Linked DNA regions of Mus musculus: all the other regions are linked to region 1. Evidence: chromatin contacts called from public Hi-C data. All regions are on one chromosome and are shown on one strand. The core of a region is the stretch at or near the end of the contact, and the rest is flanking DNA. Distances in the headings are between cores, read along the strand shown. Region 1 holds the start of Myt1l (myelin transcription factor 1-like). Region 2 overlaps Myt1l (myelin transcription factor 1-like). Region 3 overlaps Myt1l (myelin transcription factor 1-like).

Region 1 (2,827 bases), core at 56-2,555:
CTTCAAAAGCTGCATCTCTTTTATAAAGTTAAACAATTAGAAAGACTCTCTCATGCTTGTGAAAGTGTTATGGGAGCTTTTGTTTGTGGTGTTAGCAAAAAGTATAAACACTTGAACAAAAGAGTTGTTAAACAAATCACTTTATCCCAATTAAATTAACAACATCATGATTGATAGCATATATAGTTTCAAGATATAAGAAATTTGTCGTGATTAAATTAACGCTCTGGTCAAACTCTACTGTATATTTTGTATATTTCACACTCAGGTGAATATTTATATTATTTATTATTTATTCAGATCTACCTGGAAAGTAGAGTGTGAAGACTCAACTTTTTGCTTATGAGGTGATTTTTAAAAAACCATATTCTGCTAGAACTTAGGTGCTGTTTTGTTTTTATGAACTTCAAACATTGAGGTTATTGTTTAAAATCTTTATTTGAGTTTATCAGTTTTATAAACATCAACAAACTTTCTTTCTATAATTAGACCAAGACAACAGTGCCTCAGGAGTAGCTAACATTCCCACAGCCCTTGCTTAAAATCCCTCCTTGTTTGTAAAGTGAAGTTAGCCACTCTCAGGAAGTTACTTCAGCCCAAATCACCGACCTCCAGACATGCAGTAAGTTTTTCGGTTTTCTCATTTTTTTTTATTTCTTTTTATAAACAAAAATCATTGTTCAGGCATGCAATCTATTACCCATTTTTGCTCTAAAGACCAGCTTCTGAGGACTGAAGACCTGTACCTCAGGAACCTCTCAGCCACCAGCCACGCTATAAAAATAACTTTAAAAAGGAACGAACAATAGGTCTGCAGCAGAAGCCATGAGCTACAGCAAAAACAGATCCTGACCCCTGAGTCCAAAGAATTAACCTAACGAGCATCACGTACCTCACACCATGACCACACCGCTCACAAGTGACGGCAAGTTCAATTTTGGTAACTGTGCTGGCTCAAAACACACAGAAAGAAAGAGAAAACCCTTTCCCCCACAAGTGGGAGGCCGAGGAGGACCACGCATAGCACCGAGAGGCAGGGAAGGTTGCTTTTGTCTTCAGCAGCATTGATTTCATAACCCACAGTCCAGGGAATCAAAAAATTGAAATACACCCACCAACAATGGGTGAGAAACCAGGAGGCCTCCAAGAAGACTGCAGGGAGAAGCTTTCTCGCTCTGTTTTGTGTGCAGTAGCTTAGGGGGAAAATGTCGCGCGGGCAGGAATGACACATGCAGCAGGAGAGGCTAGCGGGCCTAAGAGATCTGCTTTACCTCCACAGCCAGCCCCTAATGCACGCAGCTCCACTCATCCTCTCCTAGGCTTTTTTTTTTTTCCACTTTTTTTTTTCACGAGCTCCAAATCCCCGGCATATGACCTTCTGTTAAATAGATAAAAAAAAAATTGCTTATCAGTCATGCAAATGAGGCTGAATTCATTTTCCACAACAGATGGCCTCATAGATAATGATGATGGAAGAGAGAAAATTGAATGTCTCTCACAAGGTGGCCATGGCAACCGAGAGCAGAATAATATCAATAATAAGCTCACTGCATAATAAGGTTGTCAGTCCTACAAATCAAAGTCTGCAGCTAAATCAGGTATACCACCCCAGCTAGTTACCAGGTATGTATGTGTATGTGTGTGTGTGTGTGTGTGTGTGTGTGTGTGTGTGTGTGTGTGTGTGTGTGTGTGTGTGTGTGTGCATCTATGTATACGCTGACCATGAGAATAACCAGCAGTCCAAGCCACTTAATGTCCAGGGGTGGGGTTGGGGGGGGGCGTAGTTGCTAGATAATGAAATGACGATCCTACAATTTGACAGTTTTTTCTTTTCTTTTCTCTTTCTTTCATTATATTTTCTGCAGTAGCAGATACGGTTTCATGAAGGACCGGCTAACTAGCCATATTGAACTGTGGAGTGAGCCTGTGGGTGAGCTCCCCTCCCGCTAGCCTCCTCCTCACTCTCCCCTCTGTGTGCCCTGCTGCATCCTGCCTAGATGCAAGAGCAGCTCACCCGCCGCCGGAGGCTTCCACCTTGGCTCCCAGGGGGACATCCTGCAAAATGAATCAGCAGCCATCCTGAGCAGGCTGATTAAAATGAAAATGGCAAGGCACATGTCTGGGCGGAACTGGAGCTCGGCTTTGTTGCCTGTCTGACAAGCACGCTCAATATAGCTCTTGCTAATAATGGCTTACTGCCTTTCGGTTTTTAAAAAGGTATCACCCTTTCCTCTTAACCGACTGCTACTCGCGTGTGTGTGTGTGTGTGTGCACGCGCGCGCGCGCGAGCGCGCGTGTGCTTCACATGTGTGTGCCACGGGGGTTGTGGGGGGACGGATTGCTCGATTCTAATTTTCCACTGCTCACATGCAGACAGCCCGCCTGACAACGCTGTTATTTTAAAACTGAACTTAGTTGTCTTTCTTCTGAGGAAAGTGATGGTTAAGTCTTGGATGTGATGTGGAGGTTGACAAAAACAGGGATTTCTAGCCCAAGCCTTAGCCACAGAGCTGGGGGGAGGGGGTCATCTAATGCTTGCCTCTTTGGCTCACAGCCCAAAGCTAGAAGCAGCCCAGGTGAAGCCTGCTCCTGCTTGAAGCTTTTCTACCAGACTGTCTCCATTCTCCGGATCTCATGCAGCATACAGTCTGAACATGGGAAAATAGAAGCCACTGAATGCTGCAGTTGGACAAAGTTTATTGCAAATAAATCTCATTTCTTTTCAAAAATTCCCAGGTGTAACTTGAAAATCCCTTTTTTATAAACCATATTTTTAAATATCTATATCAAAAATTTCAGGTTTTCTTTTTTAAGACATTGGGACATT
Region 2 (3,199 bases), core at 463-2,962, 78 kb before region 1:
TGTGGTTTTCTCTATGATATCTTTACTCTTCTAGATCTGCCTCCTTCTTGCTTTGAAAATGCAGAGTCTGACTAACACTAACATATAGACACATCTGTGCTCATCCTTGTCTTGCATTTGGAACTTGGAGATTCCCAGTCGTGCTATTAGAATATATCACATAAACAGTATTCATATGCCTGTGCAGAACTTTGAAGATACTCTGACAGCCTGAGCTCCTTCCAATGTGGCAAAGGGTATTTTCCTTGCCTTGACCCGTCTTGCTGATGTAGGACCAAGAGTGTCATGCCAACTCGAATGTCTGTGAGTAGTAGGTACAGTTAGCTTTGGATACTTGAATTCTCTTTGGTTGATAAAGGAGAAGCAGCAATACAGGGGATGTCAGTTAAACATGCAGACGCTGTAGGCAAGGCACTGTGTTCAGTGAGGCTCTATATCTATTTGTGTCTGTACCTATAATATCTAAAGCTCCTGGATCTCACATCCACACACATAGGATGAACAGTACCCCAGACAGCTCTGACAGTACACAGCCTAAGGGCAACGTGAGCCCTTGTGCGTCCATCCTACAGCGTTCTTCCTCTTGCCACAATGTGAAGCCTTACCTGGAATAAAATCATGGCCAGTGGGAGAGACAGAGGGAATCAGCATAGGTATAAGAGGTATACAGGAGCAAAGGAATATATATATACACACATATATTCATACATGCATATATATATGTATATATATACACATACATATATACTCATATACACATATACATATATATACATATACACATATACATATATACACATATACATGCACACACACACATATGCTACTTACACACACACACACACACATCATAAAGAAAGCCTATGGCTTTATGTAATTAATATGCATAAATAAAAAATACAATAAAATCATGTTTGCTAATTTATAATGTATAAGTTCTCCCTCTGGAGAAAAAACAACTTGTTCTAAGTCCATGCTTTGATTAAACAGGGAGCTGTAGGGAATTTTCACATTCCTGTTTAACTATTGTTCATTTACATGCAAGTGTGGACTGCAAACCCATCTTTTCCCTTTCATTTTTACAATGCTCAGCATTGTCCTGAATTGTCAGTAGATGGGACCTGGTGTTTCACCTGGCTACCCTTTTCTATGAGGAGTGAGTGCTCAGTTGGAAAATCAGCTGCCAGTCAACTTCCATTTATGCGTGAGCCAGTTATAGGGCTGGTAAAGATATCCAGAAGTCCAGAGGGCTCCACCTGTGATAGGTGCAAAGTGGACACATATCCTATCAGTAGCTATGTTTCCTGCCATTGGCACTTTGAAGATACCAAGTTATTTGCCTGCAGGAATTTGTCTAACACTTCTCTTCCTGGAGGATTTACTGAGAAGCAGCACCCAGAACAACAAGTTTAGTACATGAAGCAGAGTTACTGCTTTGACGGGCTATTTATGGGTTTCACTGAATGGAGATAGGGATACTAGAAACTTCTTTGTGTATCCATGGCCGTCAATGAGCTGCATGCCTGAGATGTTACATATGGCAGGAACAGCCAGCTCCTGTCCAACAGCAGGCCATGGGAAGTCCCCTTCCAGCAGCAGCTTCTGGAGGAAGGACTCCACAGGTAGCAAATCTGACATCCTAATGTGGCTGGTGACTGTCACTCAGCAGGCTGATCACTGTGCTGGGAGACTTCACCATGGAAGTCACTGCCCCTGACTGACGTTTGAGTCATAGCTATTTGCATAATGTCAAGATGTGTGGAAGAAGGGATCCTGGTAAACTTCTGGGATCTTCCTGTGTGCCGAAATGACAGGCATGGCCGGAGGGGAGTCAGGCTTCACCGAGCATTATTACAAAATAAACTTTCTATGCACAGACATGGCCCCGGGTTCTGAGCAGCCACCCAGGGGCATTGGAGAAGTTACCCCCATGCTGGCGGAGGCAGCGAACAGCATAGGGTTTTCAGATGCACAGAGAGAGCAAGGGGGAACTGAGGCTGCATCATTCTAAGCCTTCCCACCCGAAGCCCAGCTTTCCTACTTCCTCTGCCTTCTGTTTGGGTTCCTTCAGAGCTAGTGAGTCAGATGGAGAGAGAATCCAACAGCTAAATATTCAAGCCTGAGAGAAAATGCCACACCGCTAGAGAGGAGATGAGAGATCTTCACTGTCATCTATATATTCTTCCAACCATTTGGTTTGTTTTCATCTATATGCCTGTCTGCCTATCATTTACTAATCTACAAGATTTACAAGGCCGAGTGAGTGAGTCAAGCTATCCCAGGCTTGTTGGAAAAATGGGACACACAAAAATAGATGATGACACCTGTTTGGTTTTGATATAGGGTCTCACCATATAGCCCAGGCTGGATTTAAAAATACTCATTTTATTCCTTCTGCCTCAGTCTTCCAGGTGCCAGGATAGTTAGTTAAAAGCACATGCCACTCTGCTCAGAACATGGCAACTGTTCTCAGTACCACTGACTTTCCGGGTACCTGCTCTGACCATAGTCACAGTCTGTCTGCTTTCTCTGGCTCTTCAGATACTGATTTTGCTAGCTCTGAAGAGTCAGCAGAACACGAAAGTGGTCACAGCAGTCCTCAGAGTAACACGCATCTTATGCCTGAGCCAGAAATACTGAAAATTGATTACATAAACTTTCCACAGTTTTGGAAATGTTCTTAGGATAGAGAACTCAGTGTTGAACATTCAATAAAACCCATTCTTCCCGGGGTTCTCTTTGGGGAAGGGAAATGGAAGAATGTCCACGGCCTGGGGCCTGCTGAGTGTGAGGATGAAGTGCCCTCAGCCTGAGATCTTCTGGGGGCAAGAAGGGGATGACTTCAGCTAGGACCTGTTGGGCAAGGGGAGGGGAGATTCTAGGATGTGGACAAATTCTATTTAGAAGGAAGCATCTATAAAACTTGAAGGAAGAGATGAGTATTTATGGGGGACTGTAAGAGTGGAGAGCAGCCCCATTTTTCATCAGCAGGCTCCTGTCCCCCTGGAGTTAGAGAGGGAACCAAGAAGAAGCAAGGCAGCCTCCCTGAGCACAGAAGCCTCCTGCCTCCACCAGCTATGTACCCTTTCTCACCATCAGTGCTCCGTGGGAGCAGTGGGCTTGGAGTCAGAGAAGCCACCTGCTCTCTAGTTTACCCAAGTGCATGCAGCTGCGAAGGGGATGAAAGGGATGCTGAGGG
Region 3 (2,834 bases), core at 281-2,780, 130 kb before region 1:
GATACAAAGGCAGATACACACACACACACATACACATAAAGACAGAAAGACACATATACAAAAACAGACACACAGACACACACAGGGACATACAAAGATAGACAGACACAGACACATGCATACACACAGACATACAAAGACAGACACACACTCATACAGAGACACAAAGACAGATAGGCACATATACAATGACAGACACAGACACACAAAGAGAGACACAAACAGACACACTCATAAACACAGACAGAAATAGATAGACACACAACACACACACATACACACTGAGACACCTAGACACATACACAAAGATAGACAGACACAGACATACATAGACACACACACACATATGTACACACACATACACACAGAGTTTTGGGTTTTTTTTTTTTTTGGTTTTTGCTTTGTTTTTCTTTTGTTTTCAACAATTTGAGAGAAATCCCAAGATTTCATTCAAGCTCATTTGGGCACAATAACATTTTGATCAATTTACAATTAGCTTGGCAAAATACATATTCTGTGGGGAGACTAGAATGTGACAGGCAATTTACATAACTGTGCCACTGCTTCGCTCTTCAGAATCTGAGGCCCGTCCACAGCACACAACACAAGCAGGTCAGTGTACCTCCACCCAACAAAGCCAGGATAGTTCTCAGCTTTTACTAGCATGTCCTGGCATGGGAAGATGCAGATGTAAGCCATTTCAGAGGGGGAAAGGTGGGTCCCTTCGTCAGGCTCAGTTCACAAGGAGGCTTCCCCAGTCTCATAGGCAGCAGCCTGCCACCCTTATATAATCAAATGTCTATGGACTAGACTCTGGCCACGCAATCGTTTTGTAACATCACCCCTACTGTTTAAAGTTTTCCTGACCATTTGGGGAGGGGGTAGCAGGAGGGAGGAGCCTCAGCTCTAGGTGGGCGTTGCGGTGGGAGTTGCTGCTTCACTTCACTGTTGATGGAGAGTGGCGGTTTATCTTATCTCCGTGTTTCTGCCATTGACATCAGTGGCCCACAAGCAGTCTGGATGATGTATGAGCACACGAGAAAGGACACCAGGATAAAAGTGGAGAAGTGCACGCCTTATGAATACTTCGTGGGGCCAAACGCTGCCGTTTCCCTCCTGACACTGCTACCTGCTTCAGTACGAGGCACGGACACTTTGCTTTTTATCTCATTTAATTTAAAAGAAAAACCTATCGGTTGCCATAGAAATATGTTTTCCTGCTGACATTGTTATCACAGCAGCTAGTCTGTGGGTTTCACAACCAGCAGCAAGTGCCTTTCTAACGAATAGGGTTGGTTTGTCTCCCTAAACGCCTACAGATAGTAGGTCCCCAGCAGGTCTCTCTCCAGAGGCCCAGCATCACAGACCGGAGAAGCGGTCTATAAAGACTCTACAGCCAATTTCTATCACCCTGGACTCTGTCCACTCCAGCCCATTTCCTAAGATCCAGCTCTCCTCCTACAGGAGACAGAGCTTAGCTTTCTCTTACCCTTCCTCCCACCGTACAGTCATAAGCACCATACACAATCCACCCAGATCACACTGCCCACAGCAAGGAAGGAGCTTCTGAGTATGATCATGGAGATAAACCCTACAGTATACCCTTGCCATGCATATTGAAAGAGAAAGAACCTTCTGATTCCTTGCCATTGTTTCCTGTCTGCAAGAAAAGGTTTGGCAGATTCACGGGGAGCCGTGAAACAGCGTGTTTGGCACAAAGTCACCTCGACAGTAATTTGCATGTTCCAGGCTGTCATCCCCAGTCTGTGCCTGACAAGGCCTGCCGGGGTCTATTGGAAATGTGCACAACCGCATAACGCCTTCCTTCTCCGTTCCTCATGTCCGAAAGCAGAAGGCTGGAGCTAGGGCTGCTTACTGTTCTCAGTGGAATTCATATTAGCCTCCCACTGTCTATTCAGCGTGGCTCTGCTCTCAGCCCACCGCTTGCACACAGGTCCTCATGTGTGTATATGTGCACATGCATGCATATATGCACACACAGGCACGCAAACATTCACAAGCACATGGAGACTTATACACTTCTTTGACTGAAGCTAAGCACATAGGCATCACTACTGACGTGCAGAACTGGGTGAATCGTAATTGGTAACATCATGTCCTTCATTAGCAGGTGAGAAGGGCAGGTGGATCTGCGTCTCTGCACTCTGGAAGGGCCTGTGTTCATTGCTGAAGGACACCTGGGTATAACACCATCTGAACCCCTATTTAGAGGATGTCCTGTCCTCTGGGGCATACTACTCTAGGGCATACTACTGTGTAGCATACTCTCAGGACTGCTGAGACAAAGACAGCATTAAATACCATGTCTCCATTTTTTTTTATCTGACTGTTGCCATGTCAGGTATGCATGAAGGTGAGCTGGGGCTGGAATGTCCAGCTCAGTGCCATCTAGAGGAGTCCTGGTCCCTATGTATGCTGGCAATGAGCAAGCTACACAAATCAAGAAAAGATGAACCTCCCTCGTCACAAACCAGGATCCTTAGGAATGCAGGCCATGCTCAGAGCAGTGCAAACAGTTGCCTAAGCCATAATCCACTCTCTCTGCCTTGATCTGCAGAGAAGCTAGGGAGATAGTAAGGGCTGATGGTGTAGCACACGACTGTAAAGAACGTGTCCAGCTGACAGCGCTGGCTTTTCCACCTTAGTGAGTTCCAGTAGCTTTACATCTCACATGCAGTAATAAGGTGTGTGCTCCTGACTCTCAGTGACCAACTGTACTGACCACACATAGCTGGGCTATGGCTGTACCCATAAGTGTCACAGAAACTAAATCACTAACTTCACGTATAAGCAATTGGCAAGTTGCTGCCACC

Evidence for each region. Hi-C and Micro-C count contacts between places; a contact is called where the count stands out from the background.
Region 2: a Hi-C map of cerebral cortex shows a contact between it and region 1, with 2.4 times the contacts expected there. The contact joins the enhancer-like site here to the promoter of Myt1l in region 1. A contact is called at or near these places in 2 of 39 promoter capture datasets (epiblast stem cells and trophoblast stem cells), 4 of 484 Hi-C or Micro-C datasets (the N1E-115 cell line, cerebral cortex and cortical neurons) and 1 of 9 other capture datasets (pancreatic islet).
Region 3: a Hi-C map of cortical neurons shows a contact between it and region 1, with 2.6 times the contacts expected there. The contact joins the enhancer-like site here to the promoter of Myt1l in region 1. A contact is called at or near these places in 1 of 39 promoter capture datasets (hippocampal neurons), 6 of 484 Hi-C or Micro-C datasets (cerebellar granule neurons, cerebral cortex, cortical neurons and 1 more), 1 of 115 datasets of contacts at active chromatin or transcription factors (embryonic forebrain) and 4 of 9 other capture datasets (adipose tissue, embryonic tail, liver and 1 more).

The regions. Positions count from the first base shown.
Region 1 is chr12:29,526,862-29,529,688 of GRCm38.p6, reverse strand. It overlaps Myt1l (myelin transcription factor 1-like), which reads right to left and starts at 1,305. Exons shown (of 25, transcript NM_001093775.1): 1 at 893-1,305. Gm20208 (a long non-coding RNA gene) reads left to right here. Exons shown (of 4, transcript XR_381405.4): 2 at 1,449-1,623; 3 at 1,866-2,217; 4 at 2,555-2,731.
Region 2 is chr12:29,605,289-29,608,487 of GRCm38.p6, reverse strand. All of the region lies in intron 2 of Myt1l (myelin transcription factor 1-like), which reads right to left. Among named protein-coding and RNA genes, the nearest start is that of Gm20208, 76 kb to the right of the region's middle. Within about 2 kb of position 1,712, at least 15 of the 459 cell types and tissues checked have an H3K27ac peak or open chromatin away from gene starts, as enhancers often do. A contact at or near this core is called in cerebral cortex and cortical neurons, where this site is marked.
Region 3 is chr12:29,654,252-29,657,085 of GRCm38.p6, reverse strand. The region is part of intron 3 of Myt1l (myelin transcription factor 1-like); the gene reads right to left. Among named protein-coding and RNA genes, the nearest start is that of C630031E19Rik, 31 kb to the left of the region's middle. Within about 2 kb of position 1,530, at least 32 of the 459 cell types and tissues checked have an H3K27ac peak or open chromatin away from gene starts, as enhancers often do. A contact at or near this core is called in cerebral cortex, cortical neurons, embryonic forebrain and 1 more, where this site is marked.